Linked DNA regions of Sus scrofa: region 1 is linked to region 2. The links are chromatin contacts, called in public HiChIP or PLAC-seq maps. All regions are on one chromosome and are shown on one strand. Each heading gives the region's core, a stretch centred on a gene start, on an enhancer-like site or on the middle of the called end of the contact. The rest is flanking DNA. Distances are from core to core; before and after follow the strand shown. Region 1 holds the start of PTPN9 (tyrosine-protein phosphatase non-receptor type 9). Region 2 holds the start of MAN2C1 (alpha-mannosidase 2C1).

Region 1 (3,286 bases), core at 657-3,156, 170 kb before region 2:
TGTACTACTAAGGTTCTGCCATTTCTTACTCCAGCTTGGTCCTATAGCCATTTGCCTGCTTAGGAAGAAAAACCATATACACACACACACACACACACACATATACATATATATATACACACACACATATATACATATATATACACACACACACACACACACATATATACACACACATATATATACACGTAGTTTTTCAGGGCCATACCTGTGGGATATGGAAGTTCCCAGGCTAGGTGTCGAATCACAGCTGCAGCTGCTGTCCTACTCCACAGCCACAGCAATGCCATATCCAAGCTGCCTCTGCGACCTGCACCGCAGCTCGCAGCAACGCCAGATCCTTAACTCACTAATCGGGGCCAGGGATCGAACCCACGTTCATGGCTACTAGTTGAGTTCATTACCACTGAGCCACAACGGGAACTCCTATATATTTTTTTAAGTTACTATTTAACATTTTTTTGGGGGAAAAGGTTATATGTCCACGTGCAGAATTTAAACACACACACACACACACACAATGTTTGTTAGCAGCAAAGACAGTGGTAATGAGAATAGTTACTTGGAGGGGACATGAGGGCTTTGGTAAGTTGGGAATGTCCTATTTATTGATCTATGTGCTGGGTACATGGGCGTGCTCAGTTTATGAAATTTGTCATACTGTATACATATTGTCACTATTCTGTATGTACATTATACTTCAATAAAAAGTTTTAAAAGAAACTTAAAATGTACAATTGACCATATAGGGAAAAGTCTCTCTCTCCCTTAGGTTCTCTCTCTTTCTGGGAGACAACCACTACCATCTTTCTTATGTATCCCCTCAAAGCTCTTTTATATATAAATAAATTTAAAAACACATACTCATTTTTTTTCCTTTATAAGGATGACAGCCTATTATGCACACTATTTGAGTTTTGTTTTTTTTCACTTCACACCACAGCTCACCGCAACGCCAGATCCTTAACCCACTGAGCAAGGCCAGGGATCCTTAACCCACTGAGCAAGGCCAGGGATCAAACCCGCAACCTCATGGTTCCTGGTCGGATTCGTTAACCACTGAGCCAAGACGGGAACTCCAGAAATTGCTTTTAAAGTCCCAGAAGGAGCATCAGAACTCACAGCATCTTCCTCAGTTGTCTTAAGACCCCTCCCATGGGCCTCTCTCTGTGAGTTCTCCAGGCTTCAGCTCTTGGAACTAGCTGTGGCACTCACTTGTTAGTTGGATCCCTTTTGGAATATTTAGTTTTGGTCTGGAATGATGCAAAAACGTGCCAGACCTAGTCCTCCTTTTCCTCTGTCCCCTCCACCCCCAAACTGACTCCCAAGACTGTATCCTGTAAGACTCCCAAGCTCTTTGCTGCACTTGCCTTCGCGAAAAGCAAAGGCTTGCAAAAACTCCGTGATTCTTGAAAGTGGTTTGAAATCAGATGCTGTTTTTGTGAGGGACTAAAATTAGCCACACTGGTGATGGATTACAGGATACAGCCAGCAAGGAGAGAGCGAGCTGGGGCCGCGAGCAACCAGCTAGCAGGGTCTGTTCCTTCCACCTGCGCATCCTGGACCTCACAAGCAACCATTCCAGGGGTTTTCAGTTCGCAAATGACATGGAAATAGATGAAGGTTGTGGGTTCCTCGTACCTAAGTGGTAGAGCAAGTAACCCCAGGCCAGGTTCCCGTTAGCACCTAGTTTTCAAACACATGTATTCTCTTCCTCCTCCAGGGAGCTTAACGTCATGAAACCCGCACCCCTTTCTTCCTTTTTCTCACTCTCCGCGGTCCAGAGTCGCCGGAGCCCCTCCCCCGCCCTAGTTCCTCTGGATCTCCCCTCCCCCCCGCCGGCCTCCCCCGCCCCCTCCTCTCCGAGGGCCTCTGCTCGAGCTCCGCTGCCCCCGCCCCCCGGGCTCCTCTCTGTCTCCCCCTCCCGGACGTGGCCGCGCTCGGCCGGGCCCTCCTCGCCGCCTGTTTGTGAATGAGACGCTCAGTTTCTCAATGGAGCCGCGGGGGGCTCGGGCGGACGCGGTGGGGCCGCGGGGCTGGCCGTGAGCCCGGAGGGGGGCGCGTTTCCCCCGCTCCCTCCCTCTCTCCCTCCCTCTCGCCACACGGCTTTAGAGGAACGGGGCTGAGAGGCCGGGGCGCTGGTCGCAGGGCCCCGCATCCCCGAAGACTCCTCGTCACCTTCTGGAGGAGTCGGAGCGCCGCGGAGGAAGGTGGACGCGGAGGAGGCCGGCGGCCTTCGGCAAATTTCCCCCGCGGCCCTTGCTCTGGCCTTAGAAACTTCTTGATTCCACATTTCCCTTTTTAATTCCGATTAGCTCCTTGCCTGCTCTATTCCCCCCCCCCTTCCCCGGGATAGGAGGGGGAGTGTGAGGAAAGGAACGAAGAAAATAAAAAAGGATTTCCGCCCAGAAGAGAGCGACAGTTCGGAGAGCTTTTTCTTAAGGAAACAGAAGCGGCGTTTGCGGCCGTTGCGGGCGCCGGACCCTGCCGGCCCAGCCATGCGCAAGCCGGCCCGGGGCTGCTGAGGCGCGGGGACGCGGAAGCGGAGGCCCACCGCACCGGGCTCCCTGCGCTCCCGGGCGAGTTCTGTCCGCCGGGCGGCGGCGGCGGCGGCGGCGGGATGGAGCCCGCGACCGCGCCCCAGCCCGACATGGCGCCGGAGCTGACCCCAGAGGAGGAGCAGGTAAGCGGGGCTGCGGCCGCGCGGTGGGTGTGTCCGGACCCCCGAGGCCTAGCCCGGCCGCGCTCTTCGCGGCTCCAGGTCCGCGGTGGCCTCCCCCGAGCCCCCCGGCGGCCGCGCCCCAGGCCGTCATCCCCCGAAGCGGGGAGGCTGCCGGCCTCTGCTCCCGCCCACGGCCGCTCCTGTTTGCTGCTCTGGTGCCGCATATTGCCCTCTCCTCCTATTCGGCGGTGATTAAAGTTCTCGAATTGGGAAGCTTCCCTTTACCTCTGCCCCCCCCCCCCCCAATGTTTGCAGAACACCTACTTTGCCTCCGGCCTTACACCCCTCTACGTATTTTGCTTCATTCCATGAGGGTTTGTGGTTTTCTAAGGGCAGGAAAAGCCCCACTTGGGGGGCCGGTTCCTGTGAGGACTGTCTCCCCTTCCCAGGACAGTGATAGGCACTGAGTCCATAGATGCCCTAGATTTTCACATGAGCCCCTCGGGCTTCTTTGAGGGCTGTGGCCTACTTGGATAGATTCTAGAAGATCCAGGCCTTCCCAGGCTCCCTAAGTCCCTGGCCTTGACCGCCCTATTTAGCTTTCTTTGGCTGGGCGCATCTCCT
Region 2 (3,221 bases), core at 225-2,724:
AGTTCTATGTGGCTTCAGATTTAGTACCTATGAACAGATGTACAAGACATTTATTACACTTTTTACCAAAGGGAGTTACCGTTGTAGTACTTTTGTGTAAAACTTGTCTTCTTCCTTGCCCCCAATTTTTTTTTTTTTTTTTTTTTTTTTTTTTTTGTAAATAAATAAAGCTTGGTTCGTACTTAAGGAATAAACTCCCTTGTCCTCACCAGAAAACTATTGTGAAGCAGGGATCTGGGCTTCAGTTCCTTATCTACGATACAAATAGGATTTTGCTTTAAATATCAGTCAGTTGGCATTTGTCCCAAATAAAAATATCTCGGATTTTTAAAATGAATTATTCAGGAGTTCCCTTTGATGGCGCAGCGGGTAAAGAACCTCACACTGTCCATGAGGATATGGGTTCAATCCTGGGCCTGGCTTAGTGGGTTAAGGATCCCACATTGCCGTGGCTGTGTATAGGTCAGCAACTGCAGCTCCAATTCGACCCCTGATCCAGGAACTTCCATGTGCCACAGCGTGACCATAAAAAGAAAATAGAATTATTCATTTATTTTAGTACAGAATTATTCTTTTAGTACACACTGTTCCCCCTATTTCAACTGTTTGGAAATATTTTATACCTAGGCAAGTCGTTCAGCTATGTAGTTTGCACTTCTATTTTTTTTATTCCTATTGGAAATGGGGGTGAACAACTTAAATACCAAACCAGTATTTGAAAGAAGTGTGTGATTATAAATGGAGTTGAGGGAAATTTGATACATTTCATTAGCAGCTGCAAATGGAATATACATAATTTTTTTAATTACATAAATTTTCACTGGCAGATATTTAAATATGAGTGATTAGGATTTTTATATGTGGTCAGCCTGGACTTTGTGAACAAAGACCAGCTGAGCCTCTCCCAGTACTCTGATGGATTTTTCTCCAGCAACCATTATCACCCTAGTCATGTCAGTAAAGTAACTGACAGTGTTTTATGTGGTTTTGTTTAATTGAAAATCCCCAACATCACCATCATTAAACCACATATTTTGGCTCTGGACTTTTATAACACAGAGTAGACTTCCGATTTTAGATTTTTTTGTTGTGGAGCGTGGGCAGTGGAGGGGCAGGACAATTACAGGAGTCTCTGAGCCCAAAAGTATAGGGTGGCAAAACAGCTTTGGGGGAGGAGATTCTCTGGTGAAGCTGGGGCAGTGATTGTGGGGAAGGATCTTCAGGTTTCCTCAGCAATAACTTATCTGTCCCCCTTTGGTCGCTTAAGAAAGATCATGATGACTTAGAACTGAAATTGATGAGACCTGACCAGGGCAGCCCCAGCTGTTGCTGTCTCTGCATAGGGTTATGCCCAGAGCAGCTGCTTGCAGGTTAGGATAGGGTTTCGGGGCCAGTTGAGAAAACCCCAACTTATCAGTGCACAAAGAAAGCAGTACTTTTTTGTTCTTTTTTTTTTCTTTGCTTTTTAGGGCCTCATGTACGGCCTGTGGAAGTTCCTGGGCTAGGGGTAATATTGGAGTTAAAGCTGCCGGCCTACAACACAGCCACAGCAACACAGGATCCAAGCTGCACCTGCCACCTACACCACAGCTCACTGCAACGCCGGATCCTTAACCCACTGAGCAAGGCTAGGGATCAAACCCGCATTCTCATGGATACTAGTTGGATTTGCTTCCACTGTGCTGCAGTGGGTACTCCCACAAGCAGTTTTTTAAAACCTACTGCCTTCTGACATCTGAGCCCCAAGCTCAACTCAGCCTACCTTACAGCAGCAAGTTGATATTTTTATTTATTTATTTTGCTTTTTAGGGCCGTACCCACAGCACATGGAAGTTCCCAGTCTAGGGGTACAATTGGAGCTACAGCTGCCTGCCTACACCACAACTACAGCAACACTGGATTGGAGCCATGTCTGCAACCTACACCACAGCCCACAGCAATGCCAGATCCTTAACCCACTGAGTGAGGCCAGGGATCGAACCCGCAACTCCATGGTTCCTAGTTGGGTTCGTTTCCCCTGTGAGCCACATCAGGAACTCCAGGGTTATATCCATATTTTAAATCACGTTTGGTATTCTGTACTTAGTTACCTTTCCCTACTATTCGCATTTGAAATACTGTAAACCTGACTTGGTCAGTGTTTCCATTAAAACATTAGGGCTCATGTTGTGTATATTCTTTTTTTCCTAATGGTTTTACAGACAAGGACTCTAGTAGTCCTAGGAGGGGGAAAAACGCTGCCATTAGATAACCAGAGTTAACACGAGGATGAAATTGGTGTTTCTGGAATTATGGCTTCTCTAAACAAGTCAGTCCCATGAAGGGAAATGTATCACTCTCTTAGAATCATGATTGTTACGTCTGTGATCTGCCATCTCAAAATTTCAGTTTCTGGTGATGGGCAGCAGTTACCCTTACACATGAAATAAAACATGTAGTAGAGGAAGCTGAGGTTACTGGGGTGCAGAGCCCTCCCTCATTAAACACCTGCCCGCTGGTTGGCTTGAATGCACCAGGCTCTTTCCACGTTAAGCGAACGCAGGTTTTCCTGGGTAGCCAGAGGTCTGGACTGGGACCAGAGGGCAAGGGTGGTGCCCGCTTGTAGCTTTTGAGACTGGGTGACCTCCTGGCCATCGTGCCTGTCTCTGTCCCTGGCCTTTCGCAGAATCAGCGTCAAACTTCTCACTTTATTTAGGGAGGGATTTGCCCGGCAGCCACCAGCTAGGAGGAGAAGGGAGAGCCTCGGAAGCACAGCTTTTAGCGTTCAGCTCCTGCTCAAAATTAAAAGCAGCGGGGCTTCAGAGAGCCTCCGGTGTTCCAAGAAAAGCTGCCCGGGGCCTGGAAGGCGCCCTTTGGAAGTCGGAACCTTTGGTTCCAGGCCAGGGACGGCGCGGACAGCACCTGGGGCTTTCCGGGAAGAGGGGTAAGCGCGCGACCATGGCGGCGGCACCGGCCGTGAAGCACTGGCGCACTACGCTGGAACGGGTGGAGAAATTCGTGTCGCCGGTTTACTTTACCGACTGTAACCTCCGGGGCAGGTATGGCCCCCTTGCCCATGGCGCCAGCCTCCCACATCCGCGCTCCACGCATCTTAGCCTTCGCGGGGCGCGGGGGCGGGGGGAGGCCCTCAAGCTTCAGCCGCCACCCGGGCGGAGAGGCAAAGTGGACAAGTACCCGCTGGTGTCAGGGCTGGGTCAGGTGAGGAGGGTGTGATGTGGGGC

The links. HiChIP or PLAC-seq counts read pairs in DNA pulled down with a chosen protein or histone mark.
Region 1: an H3K27ac HiChIP or PLAC-seq map of alveolar macrophages shows a contact between it and region 2. The contact joins the promoter of PTPN9 here to the promoter of MAN2C1 in region 2. A contact is called at or near these places in 1 of 5 promoter capture datasets (fetal liver) and 2 of 2 datasets of contacts at active chromatin or transcription factors (alveolar macrophages and skeletal muscle).

What each region holds. Positions count from the first base shown.
Region 1 is chr7:58,076,270-58,079,555 of Sscrofa11.1, forward strand. PTPN9 (tyrosine-protein phosphatase non-receptor type 9) reads left to right here and starts at 1,907. Exons shown (of 13, transcript XM_003128481.4): 1 at 1,907-2,683. The coding sequence starts at 2,621.
Region 2 is chr7:58,245,790-58,249,010 of Sscrofa11.1, forward strand. It overlaps MAN2C1 (alpha-mannosidase 2C1), which reads left to right and starts at 1,475. Exons shown (of 26, transcript XM_005666137.2): 1 at 1,475-3,038. The coding sequence starts at 2,938. SIN3A (paired amphipathic helix protein Sin3a) reads left to right here. Exons shown (of 23, transcript XM_021099023.1): 23 at 1-337.